2 separate regions of the Rattus norvegicus genome follow, and region 1 is linked to region 2. A link is a contact called in public Hi-C data. All regions are on one chromosome and are shown on one strand. The core of a region is the stretch at or near the end of the contact, and the rest is flanking DNA. Distances in the headings are between cores, read along the strand shown.

What was found. A called contact is a pair of places that touch in the nucleus more often than the background predicts.
Region 1: a Hi-C map of the A7r5 cell line shows a contact between it and region 2, with 2.1 times the contacts expected there. The contact joins the promoter of Smim30l1 here to the promoter of Bmt2 in region 2. A contact is called at or near these places in 2 of 12 Hi-C or Micro-C datasets (the A7r5 cell line and mammary epithelial cells).

Annotation. Positions count from the first base shown.
Region 1 is chr4:43,107,979-43,111,380 of GRCr8, forward strand. It overlaps Smim30l1 (small integral membrane protein 30 like 1), which reads right to left and starts at 1,435. Exons shown (of 3, transcript NR_110645.1): 1 at 1,412-1,435; 2 at 1,026-1,119; 3 at 1-605.
Region 2 is chr4:42,909,212-42,912,897 of GRCr8, forward strand. It overlaps Bmt2 (base methyltransferase of 25S rRNA 2 homolog), which reads right to left and starts at 2,335. Exons shown (of 5, transcript NM_001109221.3): 1 at 2,059-2,335. The coding sequence starts at 2,212.

The sequences.
Region 1 (3,402 bases), core at 185-2,684, 200 kb after region 2:
AAGAGAGAACCCCCAGAATGCAAGAGGCAGTGATTATAATAACGATGTAGATTTACTAGATTCTGAACAAACACTTTCAAAGTATGAGATAATACTTTTGCAAACTTAAGCCCTCTCGCTTTGGCCACCTCCCAAGCAGCAAATACAAATTATGGGCCACATTATTACTGCACTCTTTGTTGTTAAGAGCCTCTCCCCCCACCCCATCTGCTCCCATCATAGGAGAAACAAGTATGAACAGGAAAGCATTCTCTTAACTGAGGGTGTTAACCCTCAGCTAACTGTAATCCTCTTTCTGAGGACAGGTGAGAGCAAATCTTGGGTTCGGCCTCAACAGCACAAGGGTTTTCAGCACAATGGTCAGGGTGAAGTCTAATTCAGAAGAGTCCTTCAAAGTCATATCTGTCCATTTCGCTTTCTTGCATATATCCCCAAGCAAGCACAGATGCCTGTAACACTGAGAACCACACCTAATAAGAGTGCAATCGCATCTCCAGCTTCGACTGCTTCAACGCCAGGCAGGATCAAAAGCAGCGAAGTAAGGACTAAGATCAGTTGTGTTGGAACTGAATTCATGATGTTAGGATCTGGAGGGCTGAACCTGCCTAGAAATTAAACACGGAACAAAAGAAACTGTTAAAAAAAAGCCTGACTTTTTTGAATGACAATATAAATAGACAACAGTCTTTTAGACTGGAGTTTGTGAATCATTTCAGATGTCAGTTCAAGATGACAAAACTAAAGACAGTCATTTTAGGTTAATCTCATGACAACACCCTCAAACCGGCAATTCCGATAGGAATTCCAACAGTATATGCATTGACCAAACTGAAACTGGACAGCTGTACAGCATTAGAAAAGAGAGGGAAAAATTCACAAGATACTTGCAAACTTAAAATACCCTAACAAGTAAAAGTCACATTTTCTTAGCATGCCTCCTATCTAGAAAATGCAGCTAAATCTGGCAAAAGTCAAACAACACAACACGTGACTCTGTGAAGTTGAAAGGAATTAATAAGACTTACCAAAAACAATGGTATATGTAAAATTCTATCCAACGTGAAATATTCTCTTTGGAACTTCCGGATGCTGAGGCTAAGAGGTTACTCGTGACACAGCCTATTTTAAAGAGGAAGCTAGAGTCAATAAGGAAAGAAATGCAAGGACGGAAATTGGTAACGAGTACAGAAAATACTCCCTAACAGTTCGTTCAAAAAGAGACTACTAGATTTAAAGTTAGTTATCACACACAGATAGCTAAACGAAACCAAGCCGAGAAGCAAATTCATCCCGAGATCTGACATAAAGATCGGGAGTTCCTTCGCTCTGGGAGGGTGCAAATTTGTTGCGTTCTGCAACTGCACTCGGAGAATCAGTCCTGGAATCCCGGGGAGCGGAGTTTGTGCCTTACCTGACTGAAAGCAGCCATTACAGGAATGGAGAGCAGGGCGGTGTCGCCAGACTACATTTCCCACAAGCCCCGCCGCCTACTCCCGTCATGCACAGCGCGCTCTCGGATCCTTGGCTGAGGGGCAGCTCTGCTGCTAGTTATTTCTCAACTTTGCCCTCTGGTTTACTGTTAAAGAGTGGTTGAGTGTCCAAGAAAAGGTTTAGTTAATCCGTGGTAAGACGAATGAAACAACAACACGTGTTTTCTGCCCTGTTAAGGATTTCTGGACGCATAAATATGTCTTGTTAGTACTCTGAAATGAGGAAATAACTGCAGGAGAGGGTAACTAAGTGGAGCCATCTGTTTGGGATGGTTTCAAACCTGGGGCCTTCCAACATTTCTGCAGCAGAAAAATTATATTCCAAGTGTGCCTAATGACATTTGCTAATTTTTAAAAACCAATGGGGAAAATAAGCACATTTAGTCAGAAAGTTTGGAAAATATTGAATCATTTGTGGTGCAAAGCAGGTTTAGAAAATATGGTTTCGGTCCTATAACCAGATCTTTTCTGATTCAAATTCCTGTCTTTCTCAGAATGTTCATTCTCCACAGCCTCCCAATATTTTAAGATGTCAAATTAGTACTCTAAACCATTATAAAAAGTATTCACTTGCATCTGTAAGCATTAACTATGAAACATTCTTAAAATCTTGTTATCTGGGATATCCATTTAGATATCCGGATATCTAAATCTTACTTCTGGCCTGATCATTTTCATACTTACTGACAATTTGTCATCTTCTCATTGTGAGTTACTCATGGTGATGAGTGAGAGGTGACTGAACTTGTACAGATAAAAATCATGCGGATAGTGAGGGCACTTTCAGTTCAGTGAAGATCACCAGCATGTATTCTTGTGTTGTTGGTTCTCCTTTAAACAGAATTATATCTCTCTGACAGCGAAGATTTATACTTCTGGTTCCCAAAGTACATTTGGCAGTAACTTTAGCCAATAATAACAATAATTTGATGAAATAAATGTGCCAAGATTTTACAGGAGATCCAGATGTGGCAAACACATTAAAGCAAGGTGTGTCTGATAGATTGACAGTGTTGTTTTTCTAAAGTTAATTATTTTAACAAATCATTCTAATTACATTTGTCTTATGTTGCTTTTGGCTTTGTATCTTTCCTATCAATTAGCTTTGGAATAGGACCTATTGCTATTAAAGGCTTCCAATTCCTCCTAAATTCCAATGTTTTCATTTGGGAGACTTTATTTTTTTTTCTTATGTATTTATTTCACTAGTGGAAGTCTGCAGACTAAAGTTGGGCTTGTACACACTTGTTGTGTACCTGAGTCTGTAAAGTTTCTTGATTAAGTTTTATAATTTCCAGAGTCTATGCATGGTAAACATGCTCATCTTTTAAAAAAAATAATAGTTAGAAATTAAGTAATGACTTGGTCTACCTGTAAAAGCATGGTGCAAATTTATGTAGGGATATTTTGGGCTCAAATATAGTTTTAAACTAAAGTTGCTTTTATTTTGCTAATTAGGTCCTATCCCTATTGGAAAATTAAGGCAAAGTTTTTGATACCTTATTTCAGGTTAGAGGCCATTATAATTTTGCTTTTGCTTCTTTGCATTCCAACTAGTCTGTTTTTTTTTTTTAGTGGTAATTCACTCTTTCCTTAAAACTCCAGTTTCATATAGAGAAATGTTCATCATATTAGAGAAATGTTCAAGTTACTTGTCGAGACATAAATCTCAGAACTACCCTATTTGCCTCTGATTCAATTCCACCACTCACAGACTCTTTCCACTCCACTCACATTTAATGCTCCACTGTTTTATAAAATGACTAATTTATTCTCCGCTATTGACAGTCCTTGCTGTTTACTCTGCCTGTAATACATTCCAACAGATTTGTCATAATTATTCTTTTTTTTTCCAGAGCTGAGGACTGAACCCAGGGCCTTGTGCTTGCTATGCAAGCACTCTACCACTGAG
Region 2 (3,686 bases), core at 1,085-3,584:
CTAAATAAATCTCCCTAGTATGCGTCCTGTCCTTTATGGAGATGCAGAGACTATAGACCTGAGATAAAAATATAGACAATTTAAGATCAGCCATGTTTGAGAATCATTAATGAAAATTATGGTTTCCTATAGTCTGACATTCCAAGGTTTTACGTTGAGAAATTTTACTGTATTCCCTGGTAAGAAAACTGTTATGAGCTTATAGAATACATTTATGACTGGAGACCATCAGTACAATACTATGCCCGGAAAGTAAAACACCTAAGTCATTGATGGAATTCAGGGCATTAAAATGTCAAAAGATTTGCTTCATGCAAATGCTTAGACTGCCAGGACATCTCAGATCATTTGTTTCTGAACTCCATGCATTGCTTCCCATTCTGGGTATTTCAAAGGATCAATCCTCATTGTGAACCAAGTGTCCTCCTAGCTAGAATTTAGGCTTAAAGACATGTTTAAACATGTGAGACTAAGCACGCATAAACAGCAGCTTAAAGAGATAATGACACATTAGCAGTGTGTTAAGTGGAGCCTATTCGTTTATGAATAAATGAATAATGAATAACAATGAAATTATTACAAAAAGGTTAAGAATAGAATCCGAATTATACACTAGCCATTCTCTTTTAAAAGATGTGCCATAAATTTGTACAAAATGACATGATAAATTGAAGAAAATTGGGTCCACTTATTTCCTCATTTCTTCAAACAACATAAAAACCAATAGAGAATGCCATTATGTAAGTGCATTTTGTGACTATCAAGAATGATGCAACTGTTGCTATGGTAACCACTCATTTTATTGAATTGCGGTTGGGAATTAAAGTATTTTCAATAAAAAAAATTCAATACCTTAATATGCTTGCCAAGGCTTTTCTACTGGTACCTATCAAACAATAGCTATTAGCCATCTTTGGGGATATCAAATGGTCTCTATTAAAAGCCAGCTAAGTTGTCAAGGAAAGAAACTTTGAATGGTGTTAAAAATAAAACACATCAACGACACTCAAAGGAAGATAGACTTGACTGAACTTTCAGAGTAATTGAAAAGTGTACGTAACTGAAAAGTGACATGATCTCACAAGTCTTTGTTCCTTCACTGTCATAATTTTTCTTTTAATCTAAATTATTAACTAGTTAAAAGACTGACATTAGAACCCTGCTGAGTTTTCATTTTGCAACTAAGCTAAAGAAAAATCCACTGAAAGTAGCCCATTTTAACACTCAGCAGAATTTTTTTCCCCTGAACATATGAAGAAAAATGCAAAGTATCACCTTCCAAGTCTTATAAAGTTGCTTTGTTTGTAAGCCCTTCTTCACAAAATGCCAGGATAACTCATAAAATTCAACTATAGACATTGTTCCGGCAAATGCGCAAGACAGAAAAGCTGCCTCCATGAAGGAGGGGGCTGTACCTATGGCCAGCTTCAATGGCATCCGTGTCTTTCAGAGTCACTGTGGTTAGAGATAATTCAAAACTGTACAGTATTTTAAGAACCTGTCCCCGATCTCTTCCTGGACTACCTCCATAAACTTGAAGATGGAGCTGCGGTGGAGGGAAGCTACCTGCCACCCTTTCTTCCCCGTAAAACACGGTGAAGCACCTTGAGATCTTCTGCTGGGCCTGCTGACTTCGCAGCCCTGGACGCCCAGGCAGGGGAGGCCTCAGCACGGCCTTGCCAGGGAGCGAAGAGGAAGAGGGGCTGTTGCCAAGCCGGCTGAACAACAGGCTGGTCCAGCGCAGAAGAGTGAGGGGCAGCTTCGCTCCTGCCAGTCTCTCTCCTTCGTGGATTTTTTCCCCTGTCTTCGGGTCTTACCTGAAAGCCCCTCCCTCCCTCTGAGTGTGTGCTCGATGACAGTGGTCTCAGCCCACCGCTGGGGACAGGGCCTAGGCGGGTGGCGACTGCCCATTAGGGCTCCGGGAGCCGATAGCCCGTGGCCGGCTGGTCGCGGCCTGGGCAGACGTGCCGCCCCCGTGTATGTCAATGGTGGCCTGTGAGGCTAGAAAGAGCTGACCCAGCCGGGGGACCCGCCTCCCCTCCCCCGCTGCCTGTTTACCTTCGCGGTATTTCTTGCGGAGCCGCCGGTGGACGCTCTTCACCACCCCGGACAGCTTCTCCTGCTCCAGCTTCCGCTCCTGCTCCCGGGGCTGCGCGGCGTTCGGGGGCCGCTGTCCGCGCGCTGCGCCTCGGCCACCCGGCCCCGGCTCCATAGCGCTGCCGCCGCTGCCGCCGCCCCTCGGGCCCCGCGGTCTCTCCCCGGACGGAGGAGGTGGGGAAGGAGGAGGCAGCAGCAGAGGCAGCAGCCGGAGGAGGCCGAGGAGCCACAGCTAAGGCCTCGGGGGCGGTGTCTTCTCAAGAGCGCAAGGTGATTGGTGAACTTCGGAGGGCTGGGTGGAAATGGAAAGGGACAACGACCAATGGGCAAAGGGCAGCGGCGGAGCGCCGGGTTGTTTGGGAAGGAGCAGCTGAAGGAGGCGGAGAAAGCACTGGGCTCCTTGCCAGGCCACGCCCCGGATGCTGTGCGGAGGAGCCCGGGCTGCCTAGGGGAGGAGGCCTATGGTGTGGGGTGCGCTTGCGCCCCAGAGTTTTTTTGCCTAGTTGAGCTTCATTGTACGGTCCAGCTTTGGCACGTCTCCCAACTTCCCAAGCCGCTGTGAGTTTTGGTATGATGCCGCCAGAAGACGCAATCTACCTGAGTTCCCGCTGCACCCTGTTGCACCTATGAAAATTCCCTTCTACTAGATACCCTTTGAAAACTTGACTGCTGCGCTGGGTTTTACTTTTCAAGGAGTCCAAACTTGCAAGCCTTCTTTGGGGTCAAGGAGAGGTCAAACTACCAAATCCAGATGTAATTCTCTTAGCTAACCGTGGTTAATGCCTGGCATACTGCTGCTGGACTAAAGACAACGAATTGGGGGAAAGAAAGATCCTAAAAAATAATAGGAGATGTGGGACAATCAAGTTATAAACACAGAAAGGCCATGTTGTCTTCCCGTAAAACTTCTGTATTCACCATAACAATGGGTTACTGGAAAACCTACACTGATTGTAGATCATCTCAGAACCCACAAAAAAGTCTGCTCAGGTGGCCTCTCATTGTTTTAGACAGTACACTGGTGGATGCAGAATTTAGTAAATGCCTCTCCTTTTCTACCTCCTTTCATATGTGCACAAAACTATTAAGGGGATGTGATTGCTGACTTCTTTAAGAAAAGTGGAAGCCCGTTCTCCAAAAAGAGGCTGCTTCCGCTCTGTGCTGGTACCTAGGCTGCTGGAAATGCAGCAGGCAGAGCGGGTAATGAATTGTAGCTGATTGTGCACTACCTCCACTTTACAGCTGTTGGTTACATTACATAGTATAGACATTGTTGCATTTAAACTTTCAAACTTTGTAATCTTAGTAACATTCTCTTTATGCTACTGTGAGGTCCAATGGAAACTCTGTTTCCCCAAATTCTGTTGGTTAGACAAAAAGACACAATCCTCAGGAACTGGTGAAGCTGATTCCCTTCTGCAAAACGAAACCATTTCTTTTACCCTCTGCAGATGTAAAATTGTTATCTGTGGTGTATCCCAAAGTGCATGTTGGCCTCCAGGCTTCATCAGCATCACAAATACCTGTTACACATTTTAGTGTCCATGGCTCTTCTCTGCTGTTCTCACCCCACCACCAAACTTTCTCCA